2 separate regions of the Zea mays genome follow, and region 1 is linked to region 2. A link is a contact called in public Hi-C data. All regions are on one chromosome and are shown on one strand. The core of a region is the stretch at or near the end of the contact, and the rest is flanking DNA. Distances in the headings are between cores, read along the strand shown.

Region 1 (6,969 bases), core at 2,881-5,380, 440 kb after region 2:
ACAGTTGAGTGACAGCCCTAGGTGCCAGGAAGAGGTCTGCGCCGGACTTTTGCAAAGATTCGCACGTTTGCGACCTCTGGCGACATTTGAACACTGGAAGAAACAAACCGCCACGTGTTCGACGCCGTCTGCCGCGCCAGTGCACGCCCGCGCGCGCGCCCGCGCCGCGCCCAAGCCAAGCCAGTGCCCTGGTCCGCGTCCGCGACTATAAAACGCCCAGGAGCCTTGGCCGTACCCCTCCGCACGCGCTCAAGCCTCACCGGAGCTCAGTTCGCCGCCGTTTGCCCATACGCGACGTGCCCGCGGCCACCCGAGCCCCTGCCACCGTAGACCGGCCAGCCCAGCCATTCCCAACCCCGTCCAGCCCTCGGAGAAGACTGTGCACGTCTCCGTGAAGCTCCCCGAGCGAGGAATCGGGCTCTGCTTCACCAGAGAGGCCGGCCCAAGGTCACCGGACTTCAACCGACCGCCGGCAACCGTGGACCGAGGTACACCGTGCACCTCTCTTCGATTCCTTGCACGGTTAGACTCCTTAGACCTCCACGAAGCTCCCTATGCCCTTGGATTGAACTATGCCGCCGTGGATAGGCCGGAGCACACGCCGCCGACGAGCTCGCCCGCCTGCTCACGTGGACCGGGCGATTCCGGCCATCCCCGACGACGAGCCGTACCTCGACGTGATCGCCAGACCCTCCCCGAGCCAACCCTACCCTTCGCCGGACCTCCCTCGCCGCCGGTAAGCCGCGCCACCCTTTTCTTTCCCGCGGCTACTGTTTCAGTTGAGGGAGGGACTGCGGGTGAGAGGGAGAGAAACCCAGGGGGTTAAGTGAAAGGTCAGAGACTCAAGTGAATAGTGCCTTAAGGGTAGATCTGCGAGGTTTAAATTGTTTTAAACCCAGGGACCCCGGCGCAAACTGTTTTTCCAGGAAAACTTAATTAAACCCTAATTTAAATTCAAACAGAAACTTTAAAAACCCATAACTTCTGTTTGGTTTATCCAATTTTGGTCAAACCAATTTTGCCAGACTCTAAATCATGTAACCTATTTAGGAAAAATATAAAACCCCTTGGTGCTGTGGAAAACTTAAAAGTTCTGATTTAATGTTAACTTTGGCCAAAAGCTAAATAATAGTAAGAAAAATAGTTAGGCTATTTGACTAAGGTTAGGAAAATTTGGAGAAGTTTATATTCACCTACTAACCTGTTTAAAAATGTTAAACCCCTCTGTCCATTACATTAAGTTAGTTTTAACCCCTTATTCCAAATATGCTTAAGTTTAAGAAAAATAGGAAAAGTGACACAAATATTGAACCAGAGGGCACCCCTACTTTTGTTAAGATACTTAGTTAATGTAGTTCACTAGAAAAATATATCATACCCTGTTTTAGTGTAAAATAATTAAGATCTCTTTTATTTTAATAAAACAAGTGAAACTTAGAAAAATTCTACAAAAATAACCCCAAGGTAAAAACACCCCCACCCTTGGGATAACTATTGTTTTATTAGAAAGAACTTAGGAAAAATATGAAATCTGCTGTTTGACATTTTTCAAATAGTAATGTAGTAGAAAGAGCCTTTTTGACATGAAACTTAAGAAAAGCATAACTAAATAACCACCCCTTAGTTTTCTGTGATTTTTAGCCCAGAGGCCTATTATTACCATAGGATGCCAACAAAAATAACCTTTAGGACAGAGCCTACCCCTAACTAAGAGGTGTAGTGTAAAATGGCCCATCTTGCCCAACTGTGGTTATTTTTTTGTTTAAAGCCTAGCTTTTGTACTTAAGTCTCAAATTCTTAAAACAAGCTAAAACAACAAGTGACAACCCACTGTAATTTTTACAGAATTTTTAGAAATTATTAAAACCATGATGTAGTTCAAACCTACCTTAGAAACCCTAAATGGAAAATTAAATAAAGGAAAATGAATAATGTGAAATAATGATTTCCCAAAACCTTGTACTCTGTCCACTAGAGTGTATCAAGACAATACAAATTCTACTGTGTTATCCTAAAGCCAAACCTAAGCTTAAAGGGTAATGAGTCAAAGTCTATGTATACCACTAGAAGCCCCACAGAACCAGGAAACCCTAAGTTAATTCTTAACTTAGTTTCTTTAACTTAATGTTCTTAAATCTTGCATAATCATGACATACATGTTCATTGCATTTCGATAGACTGTAATCTTGCTGACGGAGAGTACATCCTCGTGCCGGAGCAAGGAGCTGCCCAGGAGATTGCCCCAGACCCAGCACCAGAGCCTGCACCAGAGGACCTGCCTGCCACTGCTTTGGAAGGCAAGCCCCGGTTTTATGCATAACCTGTTATTTATGCTATTTTACTTCACTTAATGATTGTAGGTTTGATTGTGCACTTAGGTGTAGGAGTTGTGTGAAACCCTAGTTGCATGATCTCAGGAATCCCTTTTGAGGTGAATACTAGTATGACAGGTCGAGTAGTTGCTTCATTTAATTAGGATCTCGGTAGAAGACGAGTGATTTTTCTAGCACTCGCGCGAGATCAGGAAATTGATTGTACCCACTTTTCACACTGTCATGATACTAGTTGGTGGACAACAATCCATGGGGATTGGTTGTTTACGAGATGGAAAATGGAATAAGGATTAACGTGCGGATACCTGTGTCAAGCGTTTGAACGTACTAAACACATACCGAGAAATATGGTAAATCGGTAAGCCTAGTACCTGAGTGAACCTGCCCGCAGATTGCCCTCCTCACGCGACCTGAGACGAGGTCTCCCATTCCGGTTATGGTGGGTACAAGTGCGGTCACTGCACGACGGCCAGTCGGGGTCAGTGAGGCATTGTACGCCAAGGCGGTGAGCCCCTTTCTGTTGCCAGGGAATCGATGGGGACGGTTGATGTGTGTGGGGACGGAGTGCCCCTACATGTCGTGTGTTTAGGTTTACCTTGCAAGGATAAAAACTCGATTCGAATCGTCTGCTTCTCGCAGCTAATGAGACTGCTTGATCCATTGTACTGCATTGAGTAATAAGTGGAAGTATGATGAGTTGAGATAAGATGTTGATTGTTAATAATGCTTGCTACCATGTATGAGTAGATAGTCCACTTTTAGCCTTAAGAGAGTCACACTTAACTTTGATTAAGTTAAAATCTTGATTTAGAAACTCAGCTAGTGCTTTTGGCAATCAAACCCCACAGCCAAACAGCTGCATGTCTAGAGGTAGAGGAGTAGACTCCTCACACCGGGTAAGTCTAGCTGAGTATTAGTATACTCAGCCTTGCTTGTGGCATAATTTTTTACAGGATCTCTGGAGGACATGGTTGCTGGAGTGACTTGGCCGTCCACCTTACCAACGGGTTGGGACTGTTGAGTGGGACCCTGCCTCGGCTGAGGAGGAGCATGAGGAGTGATGGGACAGGCTTCCCCATCTCTCTGTTTAATTATCGTTAGTTTTATTCCGCTGCACTTCGAACAATGATGGGTACTTTTGCAAAAAAAAACTCCGATGATGTTGATGGTGATGTAATAATTTAACATTGTGGCATGTATGGTTTTATGCTTTATTGTATTTGCTCTGTGACTCACCATCGAGTGGGCTTGTGGTACTTGATCCTGTCAGTGGCCGTGTCGGACTAGATCCGAGGGATTGACGGGTTATTCCCATTTAAGTGTGGTCTAGCCTCTAAGGCAGGGCTTAGGCACTTAAGTCGGAATAATTCGGGCAGTTCCGCCACAGGCGCGACCATCACGCCGGGAAGGGGGCGACGCGCGTATGGTCCAGCGTAGTCATCGAAGGCTGGTTGTCAATGGAAGGAGACACTGAGGTTGGAAGGGCGCAGGAATGTGGGCGGGGAACGCAGGGTGCGTGATAGAGGCGAGACAGAGCGGGGGCACGGACGCTGTGGAGGGAGGGGCACGGTGGCGCTGCTTCGGATCGGCGGCGATCTCGGGAGGGATTTGCGCGAGCGCAGAGGGTTGCTGACGCTGACGGGACGGGGGCACGGTGGGAGCAGGCGGGGGCATGGTGGACGCCCTCGTTGTGCTCTTAAGAAGTAGTATAGATTAATAAAAAAAAACGAGGGAAAAAAGACATTGGGCCTCGCTTGTCGGCCCAGTCCCCAGCAAAACCCTGGAGGCCCGCGCGGCACTCCGAAACCGTCATCTCATTTTCCTTTTCACGCCCACTCACTCACCCGCCGCCCCCGCCGCCGCCATCCCCTCCTTGCCGTCTCCGGGCACGGCCTCGTCAATCCTTTGCTCCTCCTCCGCCGCAGCCGCTGCCATGGACTCCACGCCGGCGCCCGAGGCGGCTCCCGGAGCCTCCTCTTCCGCCACCGCCGCTGCCGAGGATCTGGCGGGGGGCGTGGCGGCGATGACCCTGGATGAGCGGTTCGCTCTGCTGCGGGGGATCGGGGAGGAGTGCATCCAGGAGGACGAGCTCAGGCGCCTGCTCGAGAACAAGCCCGTGCCCATCTGCTACGACGGCTTCGAGCCCTCCGGACGCATGCACATCGCCCAGGTTCGGTCTTCTGTCTTCAGCTCCCTTAGGGCCCGTTCGGTTCACACGGAATGGAAGACTGGAATAGTTCCGACCCAGATTGCTTCTCTAATTTGTATAAGTTTTGATCAACAAGAATAATTCTTGGTACATTTCTATAGAAACGAACGGGCTCTTAGTTTTTTTTTGGTTAAGTTTGCACGGTTCGGGCAAATTCAGACTTGGCTGTGAGTTTTCCCAGGGCATTGTGAAGACCATCAACGTCAACAAGATGGTCAGGGCCGGGTGCAAGGTGAAAATCTGGATTGCCGACTGGTTCGCGCAGCTCAACAACAAGATGGGAGGCGACCTCAAGAAAATCCAGACAGTCGGGCGCTACATGATCGAGATTTGGAAGGCGGCCGGGATGAACCTCGACGGGGTGGAGTTCCTGTGGTCCTCCGAGGAGATCAACCGGCGCGCCCACGAGTACTGGCCAATCGTGATGGACATTGCCCGGAAAAACAACGTCAAACGGATAACGAGGTGCACGCTTGGTTCAATTGCTTTTTTTCCGTTAACAACAAGTCTTTGCTTCGAGACCTTGAACATGGACATGGTTGGTTATCTCCTCTTTAATTTTTATGTGCTTGTTGTGAAGTGCAAGTGATTCTATTTTTTCCTTTGCTTGTAGATGCTGCCAAATTATGGGCAGAAGTGACCAGGACGACTTGACTGCTGCCCAGATTTTCTACCCTTGCATGCAATGTGCTGATATATTTTTCTTGAAGGCAAGTATTTATCGCACTATTGCATTTCATGGTACCCGGAAATAAGTTTTATTGATTGATGATTGATTTTTCTTTGCATTCTGAAACTGAGCTAAGGAGACATATTCCCGGGACAATCATTGTCCCGACAAACGAGAACACAGAACGTGGAACATTATTTTTAGAACTATGGAACGAAGGGCTATACCTCCTCGTATTGTCCCATTTCTGCTTATCATTCATTCAACTGCTCCCAAGCGGCATCCTTCCTAGATGTTGATTGGTTTGTATGTGCAGTTGATGCAGCAGAGGACATTGTGCAGCTACAGAAAAAAATAATGTCCTAAGTAGCTAGTCCTATGTGTAAATCTTATAAAGGGATGCAAGTAAAATTGATGTGTTTGATTAAGGGGTTTACATTTGACTGCAACCCAACACAAAGGGGGGGGGGGGGAATCAGAGATACCAAGTTGGATGCCCGCTGCGTGCTGCCTGGAGCTCTGCCTGAACTGGAGAGTGGAGATTAAACCAAGCTGGACTGCTGGAGTGAAGAGCACCGACTGAGCTTACTTCCTGCCGAGCGGAAGCCCTCGTCGGCGCGAGGGCACCACGTGCGCATCTACAACAGCTAGCAGCAGATGGTGTATGCCTGCACCTTTGCGTGTGGACTGCAGAACAAAAGATGATGGCTGGCGGGACGACGGAGGAGTCTGCTGCCTGTGCGCTTATGTGGCAGGATGCACGCTGCAGTGCACTTCTGCGGCAGCTAACGCCGGCCGCTGGCAACCAGAGCGTCGGAGTGCTTGGTTTTGGCCAGATGCATTCTGGCTCCCATGCAACGGGAGATGTGTGAGGCAATACATACCGAGAGGACCAGATAGAATGGGCTGGCCTGGGAGCTAGGGTTGAAAAAATCAATATGGCCCTGTTTGGCACAGCTGCTGCTTGTTGAAAAAACAGCTTATTTGATAAGCTGGTGAAAAGCAGCTTCTGCTTGTTGGATGCTTTTAGTTCATTCTGAGAAGAAGCTGAACTGATATGCTGCTGGAGAAGCTGTCTGTTTGGCAGAACTTCGGCTTAAATTTGTGAAGAAGCTGAAAATAAGCTATGCCAAACAGGGTCTATGTCAAGCCGACATAGCAGGCTGCTACATGCAAAATCAGCTAGCTATTGTGGTCTGCCACGCGCAATGGCAGCCACTAAGTTCCAGTCTGCTAAGTTCTGGATGCTATCTCATAGTGGTAGCGGCAATGGGCTGCTACCACTATTGCAGCTGCTATAGCACTCGCTATGAATGCTATTTCATTGCCTGCTCTGGAGGTCTTTGTTGGACACGTTTAAACTATCTCAATCAATACTGGACAAGCTTTCCTTCAATTGATGCTACCCTAGCTTGTCACTGTATCATCGTTATGGACTGGGCCTCTTCTCATATTGCCATAAATCCAATGCAACATGCATGTTTCCACAACACTTATCTATCGAACATGATGTCTTTTGTAGGCCAACATTGTGCACCATACAACATAGCATGTCTATAGTGCCCTCTTGTTAGAACGCCAAATGTTTGGCGCCACTTCCTTCACCCTGCTTTGATCCTATGGCTTAACATCATTAATATCCACATCTCTTTGTAGCATTGATGCTAAATTAGAAAGGTATCATTCATAGGCACTACTTGACCTTACAAACTAACATATCCTTCCTCATTTGTACTAGTGCCGAGGTCACATCTCAT
Region 2 (6,386 bases), core at 3,870-6,369:
TGTTTGATACCAGGATGCAGTGCAACCATTTCCACATATGTATTGGCTAGCATTGAACTGAGGCTTTGTACAGTAGTAATAAGAAATGAGAAATGTCGAATTCTTTTAGGGCCCTGATTTGGCATCAATTGAAAAGACATTGACTGTATCTATCTACAGGGTTCCACATGCACATTCAGCGAGTCAATCCTGGGATCGTGTGGCTTCCATACTGGGCTGTTCACCTCACCACATTTGATGGATGTTAGAGAGCGATTTCAGCTAGATGGGTAATTCTTTTTCCTACTGTTCTTTCATCTTATACACCTGCATCTGGCTGTGGTGTTGACAACAGTGGATCCTATGAACTTCCAAATGATTTTTTGTATGTAAACATCATGTGTCATCTTTCTTGTGCTGTCCTTGTAATTAGGTGCTATGAAATTTATGATCGCACTGACCTAGCTCCTCCTTTCTGAGGGCATCGGGGTTAATATTTCTGAAGAGAAAATTTTGAAGTACTCCTGGTGGTGCTAGAACAAGTTGAAGGTAAGTGTCTTGATTTGTTGTTCCATATAAAGTCACTCTGCGCTCGACGTTTACTACCTAGAAGTGACAAAGCTCAAACTACTGAATTGATTCCATCAGGAACTTTTTTGCATTTGTCATATAATCTGTCTGATCTCATCATGCTGCTTTTATTCTATATAAACTGGTGGATGATGAGATAAATGGGCTTACTTCCATGAGAAGACTGATGATGATATTCCCATGCCAGCCTATTTCAGGTTCCTCGCGCTGCTCGCATTCAAGATATTTTCTGCTGAGCAGGTATAAAAAATACAGCATTTACTACTCTTTCTGCCTTCTTTGCAAGATATTCAAGATGCTAAAGTCATTTTAGTTGCAAGTTGTTGTGTTAATATGTGATTTTAACTTTCAAGGTAGACACATTGATGCATCTATCACATATATGCTTTTCTGACACTAGGAATTTACTCATTCTTTATACCTTCTGAGCTTCACTGGCATCTGCCCAATCATTTCCCTGTCTTTTTTCTAACTCTAACAGGTAGATGTTGCTATTCTCGAGGTTGGCCTAGGAGGGAAGTTCGATGCAACTAATGTGGTATGTGATGTTATATTTCAGTAATGCATAACTAAAGTTTGTGTATAGAGGTCATCTTGAGTAGTCAAAACCCAGAGTAAACTTGAACTATACCATTTTGGTCCTGAAAAGATTTTCTTAGAATTGGTAAGGGCAGGCCTGATGTAGTGGTGCGAGCTGTCTCATTGAGTCACCAGGTCACGGGTTCGAAGCAGCTTCTCCACACTTGCGGGGGAAATACTTGCCTCCGATTATCACTTCTCCAGACCCCACTCATGTGGGAGCTAGCTTCAGACACTAGGCCTCCTTTTTTCTTCTTTTCTTAGAATCCAAGGTGTGACTTTGTGATATTGTTTGGGGTTCTCCCCCCTTTATTATTCTTAATATAAGATATGCCATTCGCGTGCGTGTTCGATAAAAAAATATTGCATGTTTTTTGTGTGAGCATCCTTGTATTGGATTACATGCAGAAGGACAGACTAGATTAATGCGTATGCTTGCTTGATTCAGTGCCAACTTGACTTTCAAAATGATTCCGTGTTTAAATTTACCTTGTGTCTCTTCTTGGTTTTCTGACAGCATTTATATTACCACAGTTGTCTTGAACTATCAAAAATCAAAGATCTTGACTGGTCTCTAAATTTGGGTGCCTGACTGCCTACAGGTTAAAGCACCTGTAGTTTGTGGCATATCTTCCCTTGGATATGATCATATGGAAATTCTTGGTTAGTCCTGCAACTGACAGTTGAAGTACCTCTATTATTAGGTCCATGCTCTCAGGGGGTGTATGGATGGTGGCTGCCAGGGTTCCAAGCAAACACGCCCAGTCTCATGTTTCTTTATTTATCTATTTTTGAATTGTCTAAAATGCAGGTGACCAAATCCTGTTCTTGGTGATAAACTTGGTGTCGATAAACGGGTTAATTCTGTTGGCAAAATTAGGATGACACAGGTGACATGAAAATGCCAAGTCGGTGCATCGATACTAATTGCGACTTAGGTCTGTTTGGACCTCTGGTAAACCACGTAGTAGGTTTGGAGACCTGGAACTACAAATCAATAGTATTGGGACTTAGGTGACACCCTGAACAAGTTTAGGAACAACTGGTGCATGTTACTCTTTTATATTTATTTTAAATTCATATAGCTGGAAAACCTACTATCAAACCTTGACTAAGTTACATAGTTGCCTGAAAGCAAAATTTCACTTTATTATCTTTAAATCATTTGATGCTTATCACTTTGGCGTGATTTCAATAACTAGGAAGGCATGCACATTTTCAACCTTTAAAAGCCAGAATACACACGTCTACTTGCTGGAAAATTTTTATGCTTTCTACCAATCTTACAACGACAATTTGAAAGTTGATATTTGTGATACTTATTTGGTCCAGGAACTAGATTTTTTGTACATTCTTTCGGATCTGGATTGAACAACGCTCTCTTTGTATATGAACAATGCTCTGTAAATATACGTTTGATAATTTTATATGATATTTAATAAATAGTAGCTACTGTGACTGTTTCATTTTGTTTTTCTTAGGTTGTTAGTTCTCGTGAATGTCCTGTTGTCTCGAAATACAAAGCTTCTGTTCGCACCTAATCGCCTAAAATGGAAATGTTTGACTCATTGTTTAATTCGGGGGGAAGCTGAAGGTGGTCTGATCCGGTAAGAGATCTTAATCTGCATTACACTTGTTGGATTTTGATGTCGCTTTTGGGAGTGTCTGATTGAATTCTACACCAGTTCTAGGAAGAGAAAGGCTGACCAAGTCATCATCTCCAGGTTTGTTATTGTTTGGATGCAAATCGTTGTTAGTTAACTTTTTTGTGTTGAAGTAACTGTTTGGTTGAGAAAATTGGTTGCCTATCTTCTATTTTCTCTGTTTTGTTATAGCACCAAGCTGATTTGTGTCTAATTTATAGGGACGATGTTAGCGAAAGTCAATTTAATCAGGTGTTGATCATTGGGTTGCAACAAATCATCGGTGGAGACTGAGTCACCGCGGCCAGAAAACCACGGTCTCAATTTGAGGAGTTTTTCCATCTATGTTTGTTAGAAGGCATAATGCCTATTTATCTCTTGTATTCGAACATTTGGCAATTAAGAAATAGAAGATTACTTCCCCAATATCCCTTATTCCTAATCTCACCTTTCACGGCTTGTGGTGAACAATCACTTGCTATTACCGACTGACATGTCCACTCCTCATATGTGCGATATTGGGGTTGATATATATGTTGTTCGTTTCCATGTAATTATTGTATACTAACATTTATCGAATAATTTTTACACCGTCGCAACGCACGGGCACACACCTAGTAGTAGTTGATGATGCCTTTGCAGGTTTGCATAATAACAAACATCACATTCTATAGTGGTACAATATGTTAAGTGGTAAAAAAACATTTATTGTAGGACAAATCTACAGGCTGGTACCGAGCAAAATCGGAAAAAACTTGATATGCATTTTCTTTCTAATAAAACAATGATATAACTGCAAGGAAGCTCTACTGTTTAAAAAAACAAATTTAACATATCCAGTTTCTCTGCTCCATTGACTAATGGCAATCCCTGCGCAATCTGACCATCCATAGTTGCTATTAAATCTTTTTATCTCATTGCCCTGATGGAGTTCAGAGCAACCTCTACATGGAGTAGTTTCCCACTATGCAGCTATAGAGCAAATTTGCGTCTGGATGAAAATTCATACACCCACATGAAAAAGGATCTTCCGTGCATGCGTGCATCTTTAGCTTCTAAATCATTCCAAACTAATTATATTGCCTGTAGCAATATTACTGCTCCTAGCGGCTCATTCAATCAGCTAATAACCACAATTGACCTATTAAATATTTGTAGCTATTTATTATAACCCTTCGATGCTGCAATCTTAAACAAAGCTGTTCTCAATGAATATGTGATGCCTTGTTTTATATAGTCTCTAACTATCGGTAACTTTTTAGGTATATGTTTCTGCTATATTTGAAGGACATCTTTAGGACTGCAATGATGCTTCAATATAACCAAAGATTCAGATAAAACATGTGAGGTTATACGGTTTCTTTATTACTTTTTTTTTAAAAAAAAAGTTTGCCACCTACATCAGTGTTTTTATTGCAACGAGTTGAATACTAGGTGTTGTTTGGTTCAAACTTTGTCAAGGGAACGGTAATGTGATCTCTTACTGGCGGTAATGGTTACTAGTTATAATTGGATTGGATAGTAGTACCTAGTAATACTAGAAAGAGCTCAACCAAACAAAAATATTGGTATCCATTACCCCATGTAAACCATTTACGTTACATTTCGATGAACCAAACACCACCCTAATGTTTTCCCTTACCTCTTTATCACATAAACATTTTATTACTCTTCCGGTCATCTATTTACTCTAAAGAAAACAAAAACAGGACAACGCTGGTATGTATTTCAATCTTCTAAAATTATGTTTCTTTCTCCATCAAGGCTTTTTTAGGCTATATTCATTTTCTTTCTTCCTTTTAAAGTCATACACATATCTTAAGTAAATTGAGGCATGCCGCTCCATGTATCATCAGCTCTGAACTACTTTTTTACTTCTATAGTCCTGCTTAAATAATTCCATGTTTGCTATTATTTTGTAGGCTGGTCTCCCCGAGAACAAGGAATTGCTAGAATCCCTTAAGGTCTTGTTCGTTTGTACCGGATTGGTGGGTCGGAACGATTCCTAACCGGATTGCTTCTCTAATTTATATAAACTTTGATTAGATGGAACGATTCTGGGTGCAATCCGATAGAAACGAACAAGGCCTAACTCGGAACAAAAAGACAGTGGATGTTACGTTTATGAAGAATGCTCCTTTTATTTTCTTGCAAGGAAACAAGTTTAACCGCTTAAAAAGGCTGGAAGAGAATGTTCCCTGCTTCGTCGGCTTCTCGGTCGGGACGCGTAACTGACGCCTCCCAGACCTCCCCTTCCTCCTCCCCGCGTTCCTAGTGCGACGATGCGCTCTCGCCTTCCTCCCCATTGCTACCTTGTCCCTCCTCCGATGTGCCGCGCCCAACGCGGCGTTCCTGGTCCTGCTCCTCCTTGACCGTGTGCTGGAACTGGAAGTGGTGAGCAGCGGCGTTCCTGGTCCTCCTCCTTGACCGTGTGCTACTTACGAGGTCGTGTTCTTCTCGTCATATGATCTATATTGTTTTTGCGTACTATGGCTCATATTTGCATTCTTGGTCTGAACTGTCTACCTTGGTTACATATACATCCAATACATGGGTTTCTTTATCCATAATTTTTTTCGTTCTTCCTTAGTATTGTACATAGTGTTTTCTAATGACTGCTACACCATGTGAGAGGGTTGCATGTTGCCGTGAAAGGGTAAAGAAGAGGAGGCTAGCAATGGATGGTTAATGCCTCTATTGTTTACAAAGAGAGAGAAAAGGAGATGTACACAAATCAAAGATAACAATTTGCTCTGTTTTGCCTTTGCTCAGCCCACGGTGAGGCTTCTCATATGAAAATGAGGACATCAACTCTGACAACGTGGCCATGGGTGAGCGGAATCGTTGTGGCTACATTTTGAAGTGATATATTCATCTAAAACATTCAGTCCCATTTGTTATTAGATGCCTATATTTTTCATAGCATATAAGAGATTTTTTTCTTTATCATGGGCATGCATCATATATGCCTGTTGCAATTCAGGAATATACTCCTTTTGGCAGTGTTAAAGGGACTACCACACTAAGATCACGTTTAAGCTTACATTCTTGCTATCCAAATCTGGTCTTTGACGCTTGACAACAGTAAGACATTCTATGTAGAATTCAATCTGCTAGCTCTTTTTAGGATCATTAGTTTTATCTTTCATATAGTGCCTCTTGCTGCTACTTACTACCATGAAGAAGTTCCCTTAGTTTTTTAGCTGTCAGGAATTCTAAAATCTTACAGGAAGTTCACTGCCATTAAAAGGCCCAGAAACACAAATACACACCCTTGCCAAAAACATCACTGGGATTTCTTTGGTCTATACAAAATATTTTATTCTGTCCAAATTCAACAGTTGTGATATGCAAGTCCTAATCTCATGCAAAATGTTTGCAGGATAAACGATGCTCCATAGATCATGAAGCAGATGCCCCCGCCACCTAAGGATTTGGAGATTACTATAGTGCAAGTAGAGTGTAGTGATCAATGGGTCCTGATAATGTTCAAAGGCTACAAGCATTAGCCGGGACATAGTCCAAGCCTGATACAGGAAAAGTGTCACTTAACATTATGTCCAACTTTGTTTTGTTTGTGATACGAGTTGTATA

What was found. A called contact is a pair of places that touch in the nucleus more often than the background predicts.
Region 1: a Hi-C map of tassel shows a contact between it and region 2, with 5 times the contacts expected there. The contact joins the promoter of LOC100282839 here to the enhancer-like site in region 2. A contact is called at or near these places in 6 of 25 Hi-C or Micro-C datasets (bundle sheath, ear, endosperm and 3 more).

What each region holds. Positions count from the first base shown.
Region 1 is chr10:82,625,749-82,632,717 of Zm-B73-REFERENCE-NAM-5.0, forward strand. It overlaps LOC100282839 (Tyrosyl-tRNA synthetase), which reads left to right and starts at 4,131. Exons shown (of 9, transcript NM_001155745.2): 1 at 4,131-4,503; 2 at 4,724-5,007; 3 at 5,156-5,252. The coding sequence starts at 4,267.
Region 2 is chr10:82,184,227-82,190,612 of Zm-B73-REFERENCE-NAM-5.0, forward strand. It overlaps the pseudogene LOC100217095. Among protein-coding and RNA genes, the nearest start is that of LOC103641297, 16 kb to the left of the region's middle. Within about 2 kb of position 5,120, at least 3 of the 20 cell types and tissues checked have an H3K27ac peak or open chromatin away from gene starts, as enhancers often do. A contact at or near this core is called in tassel, where this site is marked.